2 separate regions of the Sus scrofa genome follow, and region 2 is linked to region 1. Evidence: chromatin contacts called from public Hi-C data. All regions are on one chromosome and are shown on one strand. Each heading gives the region's core, a stretch centred on a gene start, on an enhancer-like site or on the middle of the called end of the contact. The rest is flanking DNA. Distances are from core to core; before and after follow the strand shown.

Region 1 (5,801 bases), core at 942-3,441:
TCACACAATTAAGGAGAAAAATAATTCTTCATACAATTTTCAAGTCAGGCTGCATCAGTATTGTACATGGAGAGGAAACGGCTAGGTTCTGGGGGAGGTGTTTTTTTACCCCCCCACCCCAAGCACAATACATGTTGCTAGAGGGGTTCTCATCAGCAAAAACAATGTTTATGACTATTTCATCCTGAGTGTTATATATAACTTTCTGAAAATGTCAAAATATATGGCAGCATGCCTTCAAGTGAACATCACCCTGGTTGAAATCAATTTACCTGTAAAGTGTGACATTGTTTTGAGAGTCTTCTAAAAAGCCACGGGTTGGGAGTTCCTGTAGTGGCGCAGTGGTTAACGAATCCGACTATGAACCATGAGGTTCGGGTTCGATCCCTGGCCTTGCTCAGTGGGTTAAGGATCTGGCGTTGCCGTGAACTGTGGTGTAGGTCACAGATGAGGCTCGGATCCCGCGTTGCTATGGCTCTGGCATAGGCTGGGGCCTACAGCTCCAATTAGACCCCTAGCCTGGGAACCTCCATATGCTGCGGAAGCAGCCCTAGAAAAGGCAAAAATAAATAAATAAATAAATAAAAAGCCACAGGTTGCCTGTTGATTAATCAAGGCGCTCAAAGCATATTATCTGAGCCTTCATTCCCTCCCAATCCTAAAAAGCTGTACATCTATCCTGTACCCTGAAAGTTATACAGACATACCACAATATCTCTCCCCCACACACGTGGGGGTTGCATTTGGGATGTATGGGGGAGAAACACTGTTCCAAGGAGGCAAAGAAAAAACAATTCAGCAGTGGAGTAGCATCGAATCCAATTTTCCCACTCATTTTTATTAAAAGCAGCTGTTAATGACTTGCTGTAGGCAAAAAATGTTATTTTAAAAACAGTTCTCAGTGGTTTTCTTTGGGTTATTTTCTACATAAATCAGTTATTTTATGTATTTTCTTTGGTAAATAGAAAAAGGTATTTGCTTTTCTGATTCTTTGATCCTTTACTGGTATCAAAAGTTAGGTCTAGACTAATATTAAAATGATAAGTGCTCTTCCACCCATTTCTCTAACAAAAAGATATTACAGATAAATTTCAAAGTTCATTTACGTCAAAAAAAAAAAAATGGACCTCTTCTACATCCTCTAGTAGCAGATACAGGAGATTACAGATCAAAAACCACATAAATACGACCTATGTTCAACTTCTTGCCATAAGTTTTCTTTTCCGGGAAACCGTCAGCATCTACCACTTACCTTATTTTCCCACAGGAAAACTGCTTGATAGACAAGGCTTTTCTGAGAACTGCAAAGCCATGGTCCCTTATGCCCCTCTCTTGCATTTTCCAGGTAAATGGCTGCGGAGTACAGTAGTAACGCTGTCTTTAGCCACACTTAGAGCTACAAGGCAGGGAAATTCCTTTCCAGATCAACTTTATTTTGTTGATTTTTAACCAGGAACCTCAAAACTTTATACTACACGCAATGGGCTTGAAAGAGATTAAGCAGCAGGATGTTTCTGAGGTAGAGCAAATCCTTCCTCATGCTTTCTTTCTGCTCATCCTCTGCCTTTCCTCTTCCCCACCGCCTCCCAACCAACAACTCCTTTCCCAGCCCTGGAGTAATAGGAGGGAATTACAATATCTCAAATCTTACAATATACTGTTAAGTCAAATACAGCATTCCTTTATGAGGGAAAAGTAAGAAAAATAAGAAAAACTCGTAGGAAAGTTCCTGAGCTAAAGGGAAACCTATGCTATCGACTATCTCTACAACTGTGAAAACCTTCAATTTTGAGAAGAAAAATAAAAAAGATACCAGTGGGTTAACCAAGTCTTCAATACTACGCGTCTTCTTCTCTCTTTAATCTTTTAAACTGCTACCAGCTGACTCGGACGCCGGCTCTGCGGCCCTAGGTAACCACCAGCACAAGACCCGCAACGCCTGCTAAAGACCACCGCGAGAAGACAGAGGTAAGGCCAACGCGCCCTACTCGGTTTTTAAACTGTAGCGGGAGGAGGCGTGCCCGACGTGGGGCGGAGAACGCCACGCCCCCATAGGGGCAGGGCTGTCTCCCGGCCACTGCTTTCTCAGAGGCGGGGGAAGGGGCGGGGGCGGCCACATCATCCTAGAAACCCACCCTGGTTGGAGGGAATTTAGAAGGAGGTGGAGTCTAGTACCCCCGGGGCTGGGTTTCCAGGCGGTCGCCTGGTAACCAGTTGCGTAGGTCTGGTTGCTGCAGCGCAGGCCACGGAGGTCTGTGGGTCCGAGCTCGCGCTGCGCTCTTTCGGACCGTTTTGCTATGGCGGCCGCCGCAGCAGTGGTCACACCGTCGGGTTTGGAGGATGGGGTGTCTCGGTCCCGTGGCGAAGAAGCAGGGGAGGTGGTCGTGGAGCGGGGGCCTGGCGCGGCCTACCACATGTTCGTAGTGATGGAGGACCTAGTGGAGAAGTTGAAGCTGCTCCGTTATGAGGAGGATCTCCTCCGGAAGAACAATCTGAAGCCCCCGTCCAGGTGGGTGCTTGCCTCCCCGAGCTCCTGGGTGCCGGCTAGGCCCTTGGGGAGATGCCTTCCTCCTGCCGTCAGGGGATCTAGGGTTAGCAGATGATCTTTCTATCCGGGAAAGAGCAGTTCGCCACAAACTTGGCTATGGAGGACCAGGCTGCTCACGAAGTTTTAGACTTCGTATTTTTCTAGGGAGAATAGTTTTGGAACTATAGAAAGGACTGGAAGAAAACTTGCCTAGAGCACACATACAACTCCATAAAACACAAACTGTTTTCTTTTTTGATTATAAACGTAATAAAAGAACCTATTGTAGAGAACTCAGAAAACACAAGGAAATTTGTAAAAAAAAAAAAAAAAATACTGCAGTTACTCATAATCTCAATCCCAAAGATTAGTGCCATTATCGCTTTAGATCTATCTCTGGTTTTTGTTTTCCTTTTAGAGAATCTATCCCTATAACTTATAACTGTCGGTACCTAGGACCTTCACTGAGCATTTTATATGCAGTTAATAAACTTGTTCACTAATTGCTATGGTTTAAAAGACTTCTGCCCTTGCAATAACAGTACTCTCAGAAACTAAGAAGTGGAAAAGATAAATAAAATGACAACTATTGGAATTGTCTCTTTATCATAGAACGTAAAGTTCTGCCCTGTTCTGGTGGAGAAAAAGTTCATCATATCCTGAAGCCACTGGCGTTATTTACTGAGGGTAATAGCCAATCAGTGTAGCTTAGTGATTGCCTCATAAATGAGGTTTTATAGCTTGTCTTCACATTAGTACTTAACATTTAATTTTTTGTGTTAATTTTTGGTGTTTATTTGTCTAAGAGGCAGTTTAGATTAGGAATTTAGATTAAGATTATTAAGTCTAGTTCTTTCTCCTGATGGCTGTAGCTAGGCTCAAATAATTTCCCTTGACAATTTGGATGTCATTCTTGCTCTCTTCCAATAACTTGCATTAGGAGTAAACTGTCCATATTGCTAAGCCAGTCCATAATAGGAGAAAAGTTAGAGAAAAAAGTAGTGTTGCATAATCCAAGCTATAAACTGTAGGATTGAAAGTTATGGCTTAAATGAATAGGATAATACAAATAACCAAATAAAAATGTGTTTTTCTTTTCCTCCGAGTACATTTTTCAAACTCGAAGAAAACGGTATCAAGGTTCTGTTGATTAATACAAACTCTGTCCTAGTTCCCTAGGAGTTCAGCAGGGTACTTTGAGTCATCAATTTGTGTGGATATGATAATCCTCACAGTGTGGTCAACAGACCAGCAGCATCAGCATCACCAGGAAAACTGCTAGAAATGCAATCCCACAGGCCCTTTCCTGGGTGTAGAGTATCAGAAATTCTAGGGGTGGGCCTAGAAATCTGTGTTTTAACAAGCCCTCCAGGTGGTTCTGATGCCTGCTAAAGTTTGAGAGGCACTGTCCTAGGTCTGCAGTATCTATCAGTATCTATTACTCTCTCCTGGAGTTGTTTTCAGCCAATAAGGAAAAGATGAGTGTTAGTGGTAGGTGGACATATACCTGGAAAGATTTTATGGCCTTATTTTCTTCCCAGCTTTCTGTTATCTTCCAGAACATTTACATTTACCCTGTAGGAAAAATTTGGGGAAACAGGAAGTAGACTTCTTATTCTTATGAAAAATAGTTATAATATCTATAAATCCAATTATAAACATAATAGTAATAACTACACATAAAGCAAAATAGGATCTTTGATCAAATGACTGGAATGCTATTACTAGCAAGTTTTATTCCTGATTCGTTTAGGTGCAAATCATGTTGATCCTCATAGGACTGTTTTGAGTAGGCCAGGGCACTTGGCAAAAGTCAACAAATGTTTGTTAGACTAGGGATGTAATACGCAATGGTTCTTAATCCTGGCTGCACCTTAGAACCATTGAAGAAGTTTTTGAAATGTTCTCATACTGGGGCTTCACTCCCAAAAGTTCTGATGTAATCCATGAGGGAAGAAGCAGTGTTTAGCCAGTAGCAATAGTTTGATGAGCTCCTCAAGTGATTCAGTATGCAGCCAAGATGAGAACACTGTTTAGCACAGGGGATAGGCTAGATGCGGTAAGTAAAGATAACACATAAACAGTTTAAAACAGTGTAGAAATGAACAGTGAATAGTAATTAAAGCCTTTTTTTTTTTAAACTCAGTGATTCCCTTAATTCTAAATCACCTTTTTTAGGTGATACTCTCTTATTAATTATTCCTGACGCGTAAATGATTTTAGCCAAAGTTCTACTTGCCCAGTTTTTTAACATGCCCTGCATTTTCTGGGTATAAAGGTCTTTGATCTAATATTTTGTATACAGTGGTAATTGCCCTTATCCTGTTGATTAGAAAGTTTTATGTGAGTGTTATAGATTACTAGAAACATCAAAGAGTGAATTGTCAATGTCTTTTGATGTTAAAGCTATTTGGAAAAAAAAAAAGAAAATTCTTTTGGCAGTTTTGGATTTAGCCCCTTTAGCTACCGAGGGCTTATTTGCAATATTTCATATTTTACTCTTCCCCCTTGTTTTGAAACAGACACTATTTTGCACTGCCTACCAATCCTGGGGAACAGTTCTACATGTTTTGCACTCTTGCTGCTTGGTTAATTAACAAAGCGGGACACCCCTTTGAGCAGCCTCAAGAATACGATGACCCTAATGCAACGATTTCTAACATATTATCTGAGCTTCGATCATTGTAAGTGTCAACAACTCTTCTTTCTGCAGGTTCTCAAGTTAGGAAATTTTTAATATTGATAATTCAGCAACCTTTTAGAAGAATTCTCTGTGAATAAGTACTTGTCTATGTATATACATGCATGTGTGTGTATATATATATGTAAAATTATATCTGGATTTATTTTCAGATATGGTAGATATTATAACATTAATGCTACTTAAAAAAATGTTTAGTGTTCAATCCTTATAGCCCAAAGTAACAGTATTTTTCTTATTCTTGATGTCTCAGAGGTAAATTTATGAATACATATTTAAAAAAAAAACAACTAGGAAACCGAAACACTGTGTTTTGAAAGGGAACTTTGTTTTAATAGGCCATGAAAGCAGTTGTACTTTTCATTTCTGACTTTTCCTGGGGACAAGCTGTGAGAATTTTTGGCACACATGTTATTTTTGATAAGTGAATCACTTCATCCTTCATATGATTGTTTAACAGTATGATACCCAGCCTAGTAGTTATACTGATATTTCACCCTAACAAGATCAATGATTTGTTCTCTTGTCATGAGGTTATTGCCTCTTAATTTGATACTTTTGACAATAAGATAT
Region 2 (5,481 bases), core at 2,380-4,879, 130 kb after region 1:
TTTCCAGTTCATGGAAAACCTCTTTATGCAGGGTACTTTGCCAGATACTCAAAGAAAATACTCATTTGGAGTTCCCGTTGTGGTGCAGCAGAAATGAATCTGACTAGGAACCATGAGGTTGCAGGCTTGATCCCTGGCCTTGCTCAGTGGGTTAAGGATCTGGCATTGCCATGAGCTGTGGTGTAGATCTCAGATGAGGCTCAGATCTGGTGTCGCAGTGGTTGTGGTGTAGGCTGGTGGCTGCAGCTCTGATTAGACCCCTAGCCTGGGAACCTCCATATGCCGGTACGGCCCTAAAAAGACAAAAAAAAAAAAAAAAGAAAGAAAGAAAGGAAAAGAAAATACTTGTTCATTTATCTTTTTAACCACCATTTGTTGGTTACCTACTATGAGCCAGGCAGTGGGACTAGCAGTGAACAGGACTCATGTGGTCTCTCCCCTCATTGGGATTACAGTCTAGGAAGGAGTCACTATTGAATAGGAACACGGCCACATAAACAGGTATTTTCAATATAGTAAGGTAACTGATATGCCCCAGACATGACTAAAACAGAGAAGTGGCACTTAACTTATAAGGGTAACCCTGGGCTTTGGTCCACCATTGGATCCTTTGATGCAGGTCTGCTTCTATAGACAGGTGCATCTGGCCCTGCACAAAGCACAGACCTTGCACAGTTAGGCAGGTACAGTTCTGAGCTAACTCTCAGGAATATCAGGAACAATGTATGGCACAGCATGGAACACCAACATGGAACAAAAAAATAAAAAGTCTAGTTGAATGAAAAATTACCTAAGGACACAACTGTATCAATAAGGATACAGGATAAGGATACAACTGTATCAATATAAAATCCTAGGCAATATCACATCAATATGCACTATGTGGTAGGATGTAGATATAGTTTGAGGAAAGAAGATAAAAGTAGTACTGTTACCATAGAAAGGAAAGGAATGGGGGAGCTGGCCATGAACTGAGAAGGTAAGCTTGTGAACATTTTCCTTGGCCTTGGAGTCAGACTAGTCACCATTCTCTCCCTGAGTTTGCCAGTAAGCTTCACTTCCCTCATCTGTAAAGGCAACAATGATAAAGAGTGAAGGGTCACAGTGGTTTTAGAGTTGTAAGTTTATTCATCCGTAAAGGGGAACTATAATATTATCTTTAATGTTATACAGTGACAAGAAAAAGGAGAAAAAGGGCAAAGGATTTAGACACAAAAGAAACAGACTGGAAGAGAAGTATCACATAGAACCATAGGCAATAAATTAATCATCTCTCTTTCCCTTTGTTTCCTCATCGCTAAAGTAAAGATCATAATACCCCTTCCAAGGCTGTTAGGAAGAATACTTTAGGTAATATACTTAATGTGTATTACCTCTCTTCAAAACGTTCTAAAATGCATTATTCCCTTAACTTCCATGCAAGAAAACCCCTCACATGAAGATAAGATTAGCTTAACAACAAAAAACAAACAAAACAAAACAAAAAAAACCTCACAAATGTTAAAAGGGAAACACAAACATGAGGTGGTTAGATACTAGAGAAAAGAGCCCAAGGTTATCTCAGAAAGAAGAGCATCAAACTGAAGCAGATTGCTTTGGATTGCCTCTTCTGGAATAGGCCTCCTCTTGCCTCACCATCAAAACACATCCCAACCAGATTCCCTAGGGTAGAGGTAGTCACCCAGGTGGCTTCCCCTTTACCCGATTTTTAAGCCTATTCCATTTTCTGCAGAAAGCTACATTAGGCACAAGACCTCAGCAGCTCCCAGTATAAAATAGAGCATCACTGATCTCTACCTCTGAAGGTTGGTGACAGTCCTTTCCAGTCACTCTTCAGCTTTAGGGGGGTTGGTTGATCTCAGGGACAGCTGACAGCCTTATTTAGCCAACCAGCTGCTCTGTGATACACAGTGTCCCGAATGCTCAAAGTCTGATGGATGATTCTTTTGTATCCATATAAGCAGCAGTTGGAGGAGAATCCATCAGTCCCTTTGGTAGCCTCAGGGTGTCAAGGCTGCCATTCAAATCATTACCACCATAATTATTAACCATTGTTTTAGTGAGATATCTGCCAGGCAATTGTTTTTTTTTTTTTTTTTTTTAATCATTAAAAAACAATCAGATTTCACTGGAGCAACGCTTGCCTCAAGTCACATCAACACGTTTATTAAACCCCTTCTGTTTGCTCAGTTGAACAGGAAGTCTTAAAGAAGGGAATACTTAAAATACTCTGATTTTAAAGAATAATGCTGTAGGGAAGATGTTTACACACACACACAATTACAAGGAAGAGTTGTATAATACATACAGTATATACACACTCTTACAGAGGGTCAGAGTGGCAATTTTATTTCCTGCATTTTATCACTATAGGATGCAATGGAGGAGACGCCATGGATAGAGGATTTGGAGGAATAGAATATTGCTTTTTTTCCCCTAGCAGATAAGAGAAAAACAACCAAGGGAGCAGGGAGGATATGCACCCCATTAGAGCAGCCACCAGAGCATGACTTTTTGACAAGTTTTCATCATTTCGGATAAATGTTAAAGGGCTTTTGCTTCAGAATGCGGTGTCTGATTCGGTGAGATACTCAAAGGCCTTGTCCATATTGCGACTTGGAGCCACACTTTGAACCCATTTTTTCAAGCAAGCTAAACGCAAACAGTGCAGAGGAGTGCACATGGTGAGGTCACAAACCCGGCTCCATGACATTGCAGGAAAGAACGTCTTGGATACACCTGCTAACATTTTAGACCATGCTTGATTTCCCCTGGGGTTTCGGCATTAACCACATCTCAAAGTGTTTACCATCACTGGTGGAGCTTGAGTAATCCTGTTTAAAGGTTGAAAACACTACCAAACAAGGCCAAAAAGAGAGTAAAAAAGATAGTCAAAAACAGAACCAAAGATCCGCCAGGAAAACAAAAGCAGACGGGGGCAGAACCGAGGAGAGAGCTGGAGCCCAGGAGCAGCAACTGGAAGTTCCCGGCGGCCAGGCACCCACCGTCATCCTGCCCTCGGAGTGGCGCCCTCGCCCGCGTGGGAAGCATAGAGCCGTCCCCCGGCGGTGTGTGCTTTCTGTGGCAGGCCTTGGAGCTCAGGGGAAATGGGCAGAGGCGAGAGGCGTATAGGCGTCGAGGTCGAAGCGCGCGGGAGGACGTCGGACGCCCGGTAAAGAGAGATCAGGGGCTCCTACGGGGGCCGAGGCTCCTAAGTCTGGGTAAACAGCACCTGGGCGGGTTCCTGAAGTGTGAGAGTGGAAGTGAAAGCAGGACAGGACGAGGGGAAGGAGGGCGCCAGGGGGCGGGGGGCGGGCGCTACGAGAGGAAAAAAGGGAACAACGGACAGGGATGCGGGCGCAATGAGATCCCCGCGTGAGCCTGAGAATATACGCTCAGCCTCCAATAGGGGACCGGTACGGGGAAAACGGGGCGTGACCCGGCCGTCCTGCGCGCGCCACTGGCGAGGAGCAGGCGGGAGCCAGGACTTGAAGCGGATAGTCGGAAGGGCGCCGCGTCAACAGCCGCGGCAGCCGGGCGGGGGCGAAGCTGAGTGCGCGTGCGCCGCGCGCGAGCCGGGGAGCGGGCGTGGAGTGGCGGGAGCGCGCGTGCGCGCGCCCAGGCAGCCCGGGCACCGGGTCCTGCCTTTGACGGGAGGAGGCGGCGGGTCCTCTCTGTGACGGCGGCGGTGCCTGCTCCAGACACCTGAGGCGGCGGCGGCAGCCCCGCGGCGGACGCGGAGATGTGGCCCTTGGTGGTGGTGGTGCTGCTGGGCTCGGCGTACTGCGGTGAGTGGTCACTCGCTCTTGGTTCTGCGGCTAGTGTCTAACCGCCCCCGCGGCAGCCCCGCGGCGCCCGGGCGGGTGTGTGGGCTGCACCCTGTCTGGCCTGGCGGCGCCCTGGAGAAGGTGGCAAGGGAGCGGGATGCGCGGGCCCTGCCCGCCCCGGGTGTGGACGTGGGAGGGCCCCGCGGGTAATCGGCGCCCCCCTTCCTTTCTTCCTTTCCCTCCTCTTCTCTTCCCCCTGGGTGGTAGCAGGGCTCATCTTCCCCCGTTCTCCACCTCTGGATGCACACATGGAGAAAGACTTCAAACGGAGCACCTCGCGCAGAAATTAACTGTAGAGAGAAAGGGCGCAATCGGAGCCAACCGTTGGCAGCTGTTAGGGTCCCCCCTCTTTCTCACCCCTCTTCCTTCTCAGTGCTTTAAACGCATTTGAGGTTGAAGGAGGAAGAGTGGGAGGGCCCGAGCCTTTTGCGATGAAAGTGCGCATTTTGGCGAAGTCTTTGAGAAGGGGTTTCTCCGGTTTGCCCTCCCACAGGAATACAGGAGTTACGGGGACGTAAAGGACAAATTAAGTTTCCTTTCCAACCTAGCATTTAATCAGAATAATCTTTTGGCTGCCTTTTTTTTTTTTTTTTTTTTTTTTTTTTACCCTAGAAATAAGCTTCTTCGATGGAAACTCTTTTCTCACTACCCCCAAGCCCCCTCAACCCTTTAATACAGTCCAAATTGCACGTTCAAGTTTTCTTACTGTATTTAGGGGAGCATTTTTAAAAGTAATCTAGATTTCGCTTGAAGTATGAAGACAGTAACCCCTAGTCAAAATTATATTTGCGGCAGGGTGGGATTCGTGTCTTTCGACTCCAAAGGCTTTTTGCCCCCCACCCCCAAGCTTTTAGAATCCGTTTCGCTTTTTGCCTTTTTAAAACGTGTGCTTCGTCTGTAAAATTGAGGAAGGAATACGAATTTTCGTGGCTCTATAGTGCCTGTCATACTTTACATCTATAGAGCCTCTTGAATTAGAGTTAACAGTAACAAGGTATCGTTACATTTGATTCTAGAATGCTGAATTAATTAGATTTTAAACGGCATATTAGCCTCATTGTGCCATTCAAAAAGGCTGTGACTTCAAGTTATTTCCTAAATGCCCTTAAGTCCAGGCTTACCACTTTTCCCACTCTCTGAAACCTCCTGGGATGTCGGAGCTGTTAATAATCAATCTCTATTATCTAAAGGGTTGATATTAGGTAAGGCAGTGTTTCCTGTTATCGTACTTAACAGTTTGTTGTCCATTACTATGATTATAGCTCACATAATACTGCTTTCAGAAACCTGTTGTACGATCAGAAAGCCTTATATCAAAACTCATTATAAATTTATAATAAAATATTTCAATTCAGACCATTGGTCTCAAAGCCAGTTTGGAGCATAAAAAGTGTAAATCATGTACAGTTTTAAAAACAGGGATCCTATTTTCAAGTGGATTAGAAAGAACTGCTAGAATGGCACTTTTGGGGATAGAGAGTGTTAGGCCTCCTCTAGTAACAGGTATGATCTGTATAATTAGCATTCATTACATACAATATTAATATACTCAAGTCCCTGTGGAGTCATAGAATTCAGAATTTATAGTATTTTATTGTACTTAGTTAATAATAACCTGAAAAAAAAAATAGAGGCTTTATGCACTTGAGTTCTG

What was found. A called contact is a pair of places that touch in the nucleus more often than the background predicts.
Region 2: a Hi-C map of skeletal muscle shows a contact between it and region 1, with 8 times the contacts expected there. The contact joins the promoter of CD47 here to the promoter of IFT57 in region 1. A contact is called at or near these places in 3 of 47 Hi-C or Micro-C datasets (heart right ventricle, retroperitoneal adipose tissue and skeletal muscle) and 1 of 2 datasets of contacts at active chromatin or transcription factors (alveolar macrophages).

What each region holds. Positions count from the first base shown.
Region 1 is chr13:151,296,361-151,302,161 of Sscrofa11.1, forward strand. It overlaps IFT57 (intraflagellar transport protein 57 homolog), which reads left to right and starts at 2,192. Exons shown (of 11, transcript XM_021070455.1): 1 at 2,192-2,509; 2 at 5,050-5,212. The coding sequence starts at 2,298. It overlaps HHLA2 (HERV-H LTR-associating protein 2), which reads right to left and starts at 1,964. Exons shown (of 11, transcript XM_005670246.3): 1 at 1,814-1,964; 2 at 1,253-1,353.
Region 2 is chr13:151,425,782-151,431,262 of Sscrofa11.1, forward strand. It overlaps CD47 (CD47 molecule), which reads left to right and starts at 3,630. Exons shown (of 9, transcript NM_213982.1): 1 at 3,630-3,788. The coding sequence starts at 3,743. It overlaps LOC106505814 (a long non-coding RNA gene), which reads right to left and starts at 3,095. Exons shown (of 3, transcript XR_002337926.1): 1 at 3,006-3,095.